Regions from separate parts of the Zea mays genome. Here region 1 is linked to region 2. A link is a contact called in public Hi-C data. All regions are on one chromosome and are shown on one strand. The core of a region is the stretch at or near the end of the contact, and the rest is flanking DNA. Distances in the headings are between cores, read along the strand shown.

Region 1 (6,477 bases), core at 2,624-5,123, 330 kb after region 2:
CGCCAGATGGTACAGATAGTTTTCCACTTGCAGAAGCAGCCACATTGCTGACATTATTTAGCCAACCAGAAGTGTTATTCTTTATCCTACTGACAACCGAATGTGTCACAGTTGAGGGAACTTGGTGAAGCTGTTGGTCCATAAGAAAGGATGGCTTTGACCACCATGGCCTTGACTGACATGGGGCAAGAGGGGGCCCATCACTGTGAGAATTCTGTGGCTGCAGACTGGCATCACCACCAAATGGGGACAATGTAAAAATATGGCAGGTACCTCGAGATGAAACAATAGATATCCATTGACTAAAATGACTAAACGAGATGTCTTGTATGACCTGCACGCAAATGCAAGGTAATTAACAAAAATGAATAAAATCATAAAACATTCTGAGAAAGACTTTTCAGTTTCTTAGTAAACATACAGCTGATGTCATGCCACGATACAGTTTATAGAGATGAACATGAGAAGCTGTCCAATCATAACGTGTTGCGCCTGAGCCATTAGCAATGCAGGTTGGCATGATCCTGAAAACATTTATGTTATGGCCATGAACAGAGGTTGTCACCAAAAGTGTTCCACTAGGGTCAAAACAAAGAGCAGATATCGGACTTGTGTGAGCCTTAAACTGTGAGACAACAATTTTGGATGTGAAATCCTTGATGACTACCTGCAAGTGTCCAACAAACTTCCATTACTTCACATAGAAGATTTACTTTTCTACGCACTTAATTTGACAATGAAAGGAGAAAAAGGCTTAGTGAGGCTTTAACTAACCATGCCTGCATTGTCAGCTTCCAGTGGATGCACACTGGAAAGAATTTTACCAGATCTCCTGCCTGGGCTCGATGACAAAGGGGAGTTAGAACCATCTGGCAGAAGTTCCTGGCAGTACTTTGAAAATGTATATCCCATGTCAATAATACCAGAAGCTAACTGCTTGCTAGACTCCATTGCATATCTAGCAACTAAACTTCCACTGCTGGGAGAAGTAGATGGGCTCACTCCTGGCGAAGGTGTGAGGTTCTGTGGACTTAGGCGGCCTGTGTTTGACAATAAAGGAGTATTTGTGGCATAGGCTAACCATCTGGGGCCAACAGCCATCGGGCCATACCCAATATTTACCCCAGGTGCACCTTGCAAAGGATATGACAAGACGCTGAGCTTGTTCTCAAGAGTAACAGCGTCAAAGCAGTAGATCTGAAATGTAGTAAAATGAGTATTTAGAATTCCTATGCAAGAACATCATTTTTGTCAACTCCAGTTTGCACTACAAAATATAAATGAATGTGCAGAGAGAAACTTACTTGTGCTGCAAGTGCTACAGCAACAATCCTAGGACTGCAGCGAACTAAATATACAGCAGACCGGAATCGAAGAACATGTACATAGGTGTGAGACTTCAAAGAGTAGAAACGGACAACTGTTGGGGTTGAAATGCAATTTACAGCTTGATGCTCACTGTTTGTGTCTCTGATAAGAGCACTTAAGCGACCACCTTGAATCGCACCCAGGCCGTTTGTCTCATCACCAGCAACAACTAGAAGCATGGGATGTGATGCTCTGAATCCTTCAATGCCTTCAGAGCCGACTGGAGTGGGTTGCATTTGTAAAAACGTAACTGGGCCATCATGTTTTGAGACCAATTCACAAACATTTGCAGCATCCTCAACATCAAGCACTTGAAACCCATTTGAATAACCAACAAGCAGGACATGCTTGAATGATGATGGATGAAGCTCTAGTTTATCGAATCCAGCCCACAAAACCTGTTTATAGATGGGTTAACAAGATTGAATTTGTGTATAAATTAGCAGAAATAGACAGTGGCAAACATTTTTCCAATCAAAATTGTTAATAGAAAAACTGAGTTGAGTCAAGCATTAACTAAACTTGGAGAGACAGCATTTTGTTATCCAGGCAAAATTTAAGAACACTGAAGAAAAATCCAGAAGTCAAAAACTGTTGCCAACAATAACATAGGTGACCAATATGAGCACATAAGAATTCTACTGAGCTACTACACAAATGACTTCGCTGTTCACTAAACAGCCATTTAGCCCATTTAAACACTATTTAGACGCCACACAATGGCTACTCGTGTCCATTAATCAGACACTTATCCTGTTTAAGTGCCCATTTAGACCATTTAAACTGTCATTTAGCTCAAATAAAACAGCTAAAACATAGGTGACCAACTCCTTAATGTTTAAGATATGGGTGAACACTGACCTAAACTGTACTCTCCGACCTTTTCACTTCAGAGAAAATGTCCATTCCAGCAATTTACTACCTTCTAAGGGCAAGTTTGGAAGCACGGCAATCTATCCAAAACCCATGTAAATTAAAGACCACAATTCTTTTCCAGCCTAAGATGGAAATTGCTGCTTGGATGACCGGTGAGCTCACTAAAACTACACCTGTTTTGGGCTAAAACCATCAGGGGGAAAAAACATGAATGGAGATCCAGGAAAAAAACGAGAAACATCAGGCTCCTCCAGTGCATCTCGCATGTTTGTCTCAGCAGCTGCGATCGCAGCCCGGTTCCCCGAGTGCCGTCTCAACAATGGCGCCCAGCTCTGCGTCCTTCTGCAGCAGTGCTGTTACCAACATGCTCGCCGAGGCACCTGCCAGGGAGGACGCATCGGCCATGCTGAGCGACAGCGGGAGCAGCGGGTTGGCAGTGGTGTCATCGGACATGGTGAGGAGCATCCCCAGCTATGGGCTCTTGGTGTAAAGGCAAAGTTGTCGGTGTTGGTCCTTGCGGCTTCGAGGTTGTCATTACAGGTGAAAAACAGTATGATGCTTCCAAACATAACCTAACTAGTTAAACTGAATTCATGGTCAACTCACTTAAAGCTGCCTCCATTAATTGCCACTGGAATTTCGGAAGTACAAGAACATAAGATCTAGCTCACTAGATTACTCAACCTCCTACTGCAAAATGGCATTATTGAGTACACGGTTGCAAGGGTAACAATCAACATATTCTAGTAATTTATAACTTTTCCTATCCAGTGGGCAGTGGTTAATGATCAATTCAATTGAAGAGCCAGGAATTGCCACCAGAACGATGAATCGAATGGAATAGAGGAAGTGCGTCCAGGCATTACTCAAACCTACTACTGCAGAATGCTACAATTGAGTATATCATTGCAAGCAAGCACAGCACTGAAGTTAGCAAACCCCAGCGCCCACAGTCATCTGCACTAGCAGCGTAAATAAGAAAAAAGAGATATTTGAAGAAATGGAGGCAGGGGCGGGGCAGTGGACCTGATCCTTCTCGTCCTCTGCCTGGGAGGAGATGGATGCGGCGACGGAGGCGCCGGCCGAGCGCACGCTGGACGCGACGGAGCCGGCGTTGGAGGTCACCGTCTTGAGGCAGGACGATATGATCCGCAGCGAACTCGGCAGCAACCCATTCCTTGCCCCCTTCCCCCGCCTCATCCCTCCCCGCCGCTCCCTCACCTCCTCTCCCTGCCCCAGCCCGGAGACCAGCACAAGCACCCGCTCCGAGTCCAACTTCCCCGCCGCCACCGCTCCTACAACCCCCGCCCCGCAATCCCGCCGCTGCCCATCCACGATCGCCGCCTCCGGGGCTGGCGAAAGCCAGTACCATCCGAGTGCCGCCGCCCCTCACTGCCTCCGATCCCCGCTGCCGCCGCAATCCGCAGACTCAGCTGGCCACCATATCCCTCCTCCCCTCGCACACCTCTTCCTCGCCGCTCGTCGTCCCTTCCCCTCCGACGCCGACCAGAACCGAAATTCAACAACTCCCTGGGCCCTGGCTTCCTTCACCCTTTTCCCTTCTCTCTCCTCGCTGTTGCTTTCGTGTGCCTATCTCCCTCCCTCGCCCTTAAATAATCCCAAGAAATCCCACCCGGTTTGCCTCTCCCCACCCGGCTTCGCGTCCCCGGAGCAAACTCTCTTCCACCCAGGGCCCACTGCCTATCCGCGAGTGCACGAGGCTTTCCTCGGGTGCCCGTGGCGAGGGCACGGGGAGTGAGCTTTGCACGCAAGGGGAATACGAGGGGATAGATCCCTTGCCAAGCGGGTTTCCTCCGCCGCTGCGACCTACTCCTATACGCTGTCCCCGTGAAGTTCGGCGCCCTCTCGGCCCGGGCTTGCCTTCCAAGCCGCGCGCGGCTGCCGAGAAAACTGCGCGGCGCACGGGCCGAATTTTTTTTTTGTATTTTAGCCCTTAAACAGAAGTAAAATCACGTTTAGACCTAAAAAAATTTTAAATACAGTTTTGGCCCCTTAGCTCGGCGACATAGCATGTGGCGCCGAGCTAACACAGCTCGGCGCCACAGCCTATGGCGCCGAGCTGTGACGTGGCAGCAACGGCTAGTTTCGTCCAGGATTGACCTGGCTCTGACGTGGTGGCGGCGCGGCCTCGTAGCTCGGTGCCACAGATCTTGGCGCCGAGCTACGAATTCCTATAAAAACGCCCGCGCGGCTGGCCGAGAGCAGCTCATTTCATCCCATTTTCAAACTTCGCCAAAATTTGATGGATTCAAATATTTGAGTTGGTTCACTTCGTAGACCAAGGTATGATTTCCAACTGATTCGTTTTGTATATTGGGTTGTTAGTTTAATAATTTGTATACACCTATTATATTATCATTTCGATTATTAGTTTGTGTAAACTTATTATAAAGCATAATAGGTACAAGTGATAATTATAATCGTTTATTAGATAAAAGACATGTACCGAGAGGCGTTGTGGCAGAAGAGAGGTCGTCCTCGGGAGTTATATCCGGACGTATCTAGTAAGGATGCTCCTGTTCCTCCTGAACTCCCCGTGCCTGAGAGCACCTAGAGGGGGGGTGAATAGGTGATCCTGTAAAAACTTAACTTATAGCCACAAAAACTTGTTAGAGGTTAGCACAATAATTGCCAAGTGGCTAAAGAGAAGATCTTGCACAATACGACAATCACAGAGAATTCAACACAGAGGAGACACGGTGATTTATCCCGTGGTTCGGCCAAGTACAAAACTTGCCTACTCCACGTTGTGGCGTCCCAACGGACGAGGGTTGCAATCAACCCCTCTCAAGCGGTCCAAAGACCCACTTGAATACCACAGTATTTTGCCTTGCTTATCTTTATCCCACTTGCGAGGAATCTCCACAAATTGGAGTCTCTCGCCCTTACACTTAAGATTCACAAAGAAGCACGGAGTAAGGGAGGGAAGCAACACACACAAATCCACAGCGAAACGCGCACACACACAGCCAAGATTCGAGGTCAAAGACTATCTCACAGTTTCTCACAAGAACAGAGCTCGAATCACTTAGAATCACAAACGGATGCGCAAAGACTGAGTGTGGATGATCAAGTATGCTCAAGAGTTGCTTAGTGTTCTCCTCCATGCGCCTAGGGGTCCCTTTTATAGCCCCAAGGCAGCTAGGAGCCGTTGAGAACAAATCTGGAAGGCCATCTTTGCCTTCTGTCGTCGGGCGCACCGGACAGTCCGGTGCACACCGGACACTGTCCGGTGCCCGATTTATTTCCTTAAACAGCACAGCCGACCGTTGCCGACCGTTGCAGATCTGGCGCACCGGACAGTCCGGTGCACACCGGACAGTCCGGTGCTTCCTTCCGACCGTTGGCCAGACCACGTGTCGCGCGCAGATTCCGCGGCCGACCGTTGGCTCGGCCGACCGTTGACTCACCGGACAGTCCGGTGCACACCGGACAGTCCGGTGAATTTTAGCCGTACGCCGTCAGCAAATTCCCGAGAGCGGGCTCTTCGGCCGAGGGAGCCTGGCGCACCGGACACTGTCCGGTGCACCACCGGACACTGTCCGGTGCACCACCGGACAGTCCGGTGCCCCAGACCGAAACAGTCCCTTGGCTGTACACAGCCAAGTCTTCTCTTATCTTCTTCTATCTGTTTCTAACACTTAGACAAATATATTAGTACACAAAACCAATGTACTAAGACTAAGAAACATACCTTTGTTGTAGATTTGCACTTTGTTCATTCATGGGCATTGGTTCACATCTAAGCACTTGTGTTGACACTTAATCACCAAAATACTTAGAAATGGCCCAAGGGCACATTTCCCTTTCAATCTCCCCCTTTTTGGTGATTTATGCCAACACAACATAAAGCAACTAGAACAAGTGCAAAATCACTTCAAATAAAAACTCAAATTGGTTTTGATTCAATTTTGGCATATATGGATCATCCTTTGCCACCACTTGGTTTGTTTTTGCAAATCAAACTCAAATCTCTATTTCTATGTCAAACACACATGTTGAGGCATAAAGAGAGTCATTCCAAAAGAGATTGATCAAGGATTTTAAAAACTCCCCCTATTTCCCATAATCAACACTTCTCCCCACAAGAAGCCAACTTTTGACAATAGAGACAATAAGAGACAATAAAAGCTTTTGACAAAACAAAAACTCACAAAAACTTTATTCTACTATTTTCAAAATCTCTCAAGTGGTAGCTGATCCATTTATTAC
Region 2 (6,617 bases), core at 3,114-5,613:
CGTAGGTGTGGCGCTTGATCAGGTTCTCGGTGTCGTACAGGATGAAGCCTGAGAAGACCAGAGCCCCTAGCCCACCGAACAAGCCCACCGACACGGGTCCCAGTGGGAAGAAAACCTGCAGCGCAGAATTCCACACAGAGCCAAATAAAGGTTTATTGTTGCAAGCAGTGGATTTGCTCGTCTGGTAACAAAGCAGCATTTGCGGATGGGCATTACCTGAAGAAAGCTAGTTAGGACGAGGATAGTAAGCGCGGAAGACAGGATAGGCCCCAGGTACCCGAATTCCTTGCCCTTCTTTGACGCCCAGAAAGCATACGCAGTCAGAGAAACCACCACGCCAGCCGTCAGCACTAAAGCCTCCAGAACGATTTTCCCTGCGATAATTAAGTAAATGGTTGTCAAGACCAAAAAAAAACAAATTACAAGGTATCTAGAAGAGAAACAAATCAAACTATTTGAGAAAAAAGAAAGACCTTGGGTGTTAGCACAAGCCACACCGATGCTGAAGCTCAAGCACAACGTGAACAGACCCAGGAAAACGAAATTGTGTGGGTGCTTGTGCTGATAATGATACAATGGGATCATCACTGCAGAAAATATTAGAAAAGAAGTTAGTGAACACAAAAAAAACAGCCTACTAATACTAGAAAATAACAAGAACGGGAGTCCCTCCGCTCAGATTTTAAGCAAAAGAGAAGGGTATATTTTGGTGTATTACAACCTAAGAGGATACAATGACACTGGACAGCTTCTTATTAACACAGGAAGATAAATCTATTGCTTTCATAGTTTCATTAATAACTGAGACTGTTTCCTCCATAATCCACAGGAAGATAAATCTATTGCTTTCATTAACAAAACATTCTCCTACGCCTGTATACCTGGCAAACAGCACACCAAAAATTCAAACCCCAAAAATTGGTCAACCCATATTACTAAAGTGCCTACATTTTTCATTTACTTGACATCATTGTCTTTTAACTGTTAATTCTTGATTAACTGCCAGAGAAACTAATATATTTAAACACAGATTGGTAGCAAAGTATTTTTTATTACATGTCTACTATGCCACTTCTTTGCTACATAAATAAATACTCCAAACAATTATCACTGGACACAAAACCAAGATCAGTGATCAGTCAAAGTCAAACGAACAATATCAAGCAAACGAAAATGGATGGGAGCATGTATACAACTGATTCTCAAGAGCTGTCCCCCCTACCTCCCTATCCTAACTCCACAATCAACTTCTACTCTTTATGTATGAACGACAAAGAGGGTAAGATAATAGGGATAGCTCCTTGAAATTGAAAAATGAGACCTAGGTTTCATGCCTCCTTAGCAAGATACCATTATTTTCTCGTATTCTCAAATGATTCCTCAACACAAATCTCACTATCAGAAATGCTGAATCAGCCTTCTTTCTAAGCCTTCATTGTGCAATTATCTCTTATGATGTACATGGATTCTTGTGTGGGAAAGTAACTAAACTCAGGCCAATTACAACTTAGGAGCGACTCCTATTGCTAATTCCAATTCGACAGAGAAGCAGGTTTCACTGTCGATAAATAAAACAGTATAACAATAACAAAACGTTGAGATAAAGCACAGTACTACATCACATATCTCCTGTCCAAGTTTGACATTAGTATTTCTTCATCAGCAACATGATCATAATACACCAGATTATCAGCAAAATAACACACAACTAAACTTCCTGTTAACATGATACAACATGTGTTAAATCACGGCAACTTGCTGTCATAATCATGTGAGGCCATTATCATGTTACTAATGTGCTGCAACATCATTAATGGGCAGTTGAAAATCAATCACTCAATCACATAGAATCAAACTAGAACAAGAGAGAAAGGAATTAAGGAACTAGTCTGCAAGTGGCATCATCTTAATACTGTAATATGTTTTTCCCGGGTGAACAGTTTAGCTAAACTAAGGCCCATTAGAGGCAACCAGCTACAAACTGCTGCTTCTATCGGAAAGGGAACCTCTGAATCTCCTTATAATATTCAGAGTAACCCTTATACTGGGGGACAGGGATCTCGTCAACATGCAATATCAAGAGCATAAATAAAGTTGAGATAAAGCTTGGGACAACGATGCTTCTCTCTCATTTCAATTTATATTTTCATTGAATCATCAGCAACATGACCATGATATCACAACACGTTATCAGCACGATAACGGCCTCACATCGACTTACCAGTAAGTGGTAGGTCAAACATGTTAGATGGAGGCAGCCACTAGGACGCCTATGTGAGACCATTTTCACTTTGTAACATGTTGCAACGTTAGGGCTGGGTTGAAAAATGGTCAAGAAAAATATTAAATTGGAACAAGAGAAATCGGTACCAATCCAACCTCAATTTTGTTGTGCAATTTGCCCATTTTAATGTTGTGCCACGGGTTTAACTAAACAAAAACTCATAGGGATGCAATTGGTTCCATATACTGCTTATTCATGTACCCACTGAAGTTCTCCAACACCTGACATCAAAGAGCCTCATTATACTTCTAGTATCAAATTCACAATATAGCTGAGAGACATTTTAGGACTAAAACACATTTCTCTTCTCCCAATTTAATATCCATTTTATCATTGGTAATACAACCGCGAGTCCAACAACATGTCTTCAGCACAATAGTGCTCATGTAAGCTTGTTGGTAACATGATGCAGAACATGTTAGACCAAGGCAAGTTACCATGTAGCCTGAACGAGATCATCTACTCATAACGTGTTGCAATACCATGATAGAATTGCCAAATATCAGTTGTACGCAATCATATAAACATTATTAAACTGACACAAGAGACAAGTGCAAAATAACATCCTTTAGTGTCCATAAATACAGTGGCGGACGCAGGACCAAAATTCATAGAGGGCCAAGAAGACTGCATGACAAAATCAAATAAGACCGTAAAAAAACTACTTTTGCATTAAATTCAGGTTTCATATCAATACAAGATAGAAGTTTAAAGAAGAAAACTATATGAACAATCCTTTCATATTTGATCTATTATCATATTGTTGGCTCATACTATCTATTTTAAGGCTAACAGTTTATTTTATAAAATATCAAACAATCCTTATCCTATTGTATTATTTATATTCAGAAAACTAAAAAATTTGGGGCCAAAAATTTGGATGCCCTGTGCTATTGCCCATTTATGCTGCACAGTAGACGAGCTTGCAAGTGCCGTACTGTCGTGACGACGATAAGCAGGGCGGGGCGCCAGGAAGGGGGCATCCGAACGGACTGGCTTGAGAAGCGTCAGAATGAATGAGGACGGCTGGATACATGCAAGGACTAGGTTGGGGAGGAGGACGAGATCGGATGGACTAGATAGATTCGACGATAAGGTCAAGAACAGGACTGTTTTAACTCACGCAAAACTTTTTTTTTCTATACTTAACAGTAGATGTACATTAGGTATAAGAGATTATAGATAATTGAGGGGGGGGGGGGGGGGGGCATGGCCTACTTTGCCCCCCTACACCTATGGATCCTCCCCTGCATAAATAATATGTGACTAAATTAAAGTACTAGACCTAGGAAGCCAATTGCCCCATACGGAACCTTAGTTTAGGCAATATCTATCCAGTAGCAAAGCAAAAACAATCTGAGCAGATTTCAGGTTCAACTTGGATCGGCTATATCCAAGATCTATATGGCAAAGTCCTGATCCAAACAGCTATTCATCATAAATAACGAGAAAACCTAGTAGGAGCACTGCATCGACCACTCTAGAATCTGGATCCAACCAACTCACCTAACTTATCGACAATTTGAGTAGTTTCAGCAACACATCTCCATAATCAATTGATGATGACCAGAAAAGAGTAGATTTGCCCACCCAGCACATCAAACCCCGACACCGGATGGAGAACACGGGCGCTTACGGATGAAGGGCAGGACGGCGAGCACGAGCGCGAGGCCCGGGGAGTCGGAGAGCGTGGCGTTGAGGGTGGGGTGGAGAACGGTGAGGGCGGAGACGGCGGTGGTGAGGAGCAGCTGCGCAGCGAGGATGCCGTAGACCTTGCGGACGAAGCCCCATCGGAGGGCGCTCTCCCCGCGCGAGATCCCCGGGTACAGCGTCTCCCCGGTCCCGGCCTCCAGGTCCACCACCGACGCCTCCACCTTCTCCTTCATCTCCGGCGCGCGGCGGTACCCCGCCGGCGCGAGGGGCTGCATCTCCGCCACCGATGCCATCTCTCTCTCCGACGGGGGTTGGGTGCGGTGCGGTGCGGGGAAGGGGAAATGCGGATTCTTCGCGCGAGACGCGGTTTGCGCGTAGCTGTGTACCTCCGTGGGGAGACTTTGTTGAGAGGCGGTTGGGGATTTTGTAGATTTGCTACGAGCACTTGTGAATCCTGCCAAACTTGTCCTCGGCCACTGAAAAGTAGGGCCAAATCGGGCGGAGGTGGGCGGAGCACTCAAACAAAAGCTCGTGCACTACGCGAGCCTAGGTAAGTTCCGTGCTCACAAATTATTATTTTTCTCATGAGAGAATAAAAACATCGACATGAAAAATGCTCTTGTAGCTGTAGTTGACCTTTGCATAAGTACTACTCCCTTCTGATTAAAGAAAGATGTGTCGCTTTGATCTCCTCCATATAGTTCAGATTAGTTCTTACCTATCAGAAACTTTTTGAACTTTGGTTTGGTCATATTGATAATATGTCAATATAAGATGATACCACGCTCCCGGTATTTTTTCCATAATAAATGGTTGGTCAAAACTCATTTTTCAAACCGCGTCAAAGATTTTACCTTTCTTATATGCTTATTTTTCATATGGTATCCAGTTCAGGGGTGTATACTAGCCTCTGGCCACCCAGCCTTGGCCCCGCGCTTAGCCCTAGAAAACTCTTATTCACCTCTCAATTTTTTGGCCCAACCGTCTCTTCTAACAGCCCATAGATCGACTAGTACGATCACATCTCCCGGCTGGTTTCGCCCCTGATCTAGTTTACTTTTTATGGCTAGTTTTTACTATGCATTTCATTTTGAACTAGGTGAATGCTCGTGTGTTGCAACGGAGACATAATATCATGGTAACTTATGTACATCTAGATAGTGTTAGGTAATACTTGAAAACAAACGATATATATATTATCTTCGATCTTAGTATCTTATAGGTATGTGCCCGTGCATTGCAACAAAACATAAATTTACATAAATTAACGAGCCTCTAATGGCTCAGAGCTCTAGTGACAGGCGATGCGAGCGCAATGGTAATGGAAACCCTCATGGGGAACAGTGTCTTGCAGAGGAGCGCGAGTCCGAGTGAGCCACCACTTGACGCCTTGAGCTCCATCGTCCTGTTGTGAGGATGCATTTGCCACGAGCTCCCTATATAAAACGGGTTGTTCAGATCATAATAACTAAAATAATAGCGTGCCAAAACTTTTACTGCTACGATTAAAGACTCAGACAATAATGAGAAAGCTAACAAATATCCTTATCTAATTGCCTCATTCTTCCATGTCAACATACGGAGGAGAATAGAATTGGTGTAATTGGATGAATGTATTGCATTGAGCCCTTTAGACAGTTTATATAGCATTACTTAGAAGATAAGACAACCCACGAATACATATGTCAAACTATGAGACACAACATCTAAACTACCAAATATTAACACATATGGCAGTCTACGAGACACAATATCTAAACTACCAAATATACTCTAACAATATACACGATGTACAGGATGACGATCCCCTTCAAATATGGTTTCTCATACATGGATGGTATATATGTAGACTCTGATCCAGGATAATAACATGTTTATTTTTGTAAAATCCGGACAGGAGGAAAGTCAAATGCTTTTGATGTTCCTTCCAAACAACTTTTGGAAGATAAATCAGGCAATCGGCAATATACAATAAAAACATGCTTAAATTATGAAAAGGAAGCCAAACAAATGTTAAAGTTACCTCGGCACAAGCTTTTGGAAGAACAAGGCGCCCTATGCGGCCTGCATCACTCGCACTCAGGACCTTCTCGAACAATGGAACGACTGTGGAATTTGAAATTGCAAAATATAGTCAAGGAAGATAAAAGAAAAACTATATCTGTTACACAAGAAATTTATGCACCATATTATACGTGTTTAAGCCTAATGAGCTATTCTAGAGCCTTGATGTATAAGTTACTAAATGTCTGAGATCAATGTCACCATGAAGTTGACGATTTCAAATGTATGGAGACCTTATCAAGGATACTCTCCAGATATTTGTTGCAGCTCTTGGTCTGTTATTCTTGGCCAATACCGAGGAAGTAATTGATTGCGACCCCTTCCTTCAGCAGGTGGTCTAGCAACACGAAGATGCGGAAACATGTCTCTAGTTGGATCAAAAGTTGCACCCTCACCAACCCTTGGTGGTCTGGTCGGGAAATGCCGAGCCCTTTGTGGGGGGACAGTGCAGTGGCAAGATCTCTTCCTTCAGCAATGGCTGTCGTTGGCGATAGCATAGGTCTTTCCGCTGTTGAAGTAGCCTCCATCCTGTTTCCATTGTTTGCAATACCTAGGTTCATGCTCAGACATGCCTCTGGAAACGATTCACTTGTTGTGCTATCTGTAGTTGGATCCT

Evidence for each region. A called contact is a pair of places that touch in the nucleus more often than the background predicts.
Region 1: a Hi-C map of tassel shows a contact between it and region 2, with 1.9 times the contacts expected there. The contact joins the promoter of LOC103630344 here to the promoter of LOC100283267 in region 2. A contact is called at or near these places in 2 of 25 Hi-C or Micro-C datasets (ear and tassel).

What each region holds. Positions count from the first base shown.
Region 1 is chr6:156,779,504-156,785,980 of Zm-B73-REFERENCE-NAM-5.0, forward strand. It overlaps LOC103630344 (autophagy-related protein 18h), which reads right to left and starts at 3,874. Exons shown (of 9, transcript XM_008651404.4): 1 at 3,271-3,874; 2 at 1,305-1,766; 3 at 775-1,197; 4 at 422-667; 5 at 1-334. The coding sequence starts at 3,444.
Region 2 is chr6:156,449,535-156,456,151 of Zm-B73-REFERENCE-NAM-5.0, forward strand. It overlaps LOC100283267 (transmembrane BAX inhibitor motif-containing protein 4), which reads right to left and starts at 4,364. Exons shown (of 4, transcript NM_001156405.2): 1 at 3,921-4,364; 2 at 474-587; 3 at 217-374; 4 at 1-115. The coding sequence starts at 4,230. It also overlaps the pseudogene LOC100381762.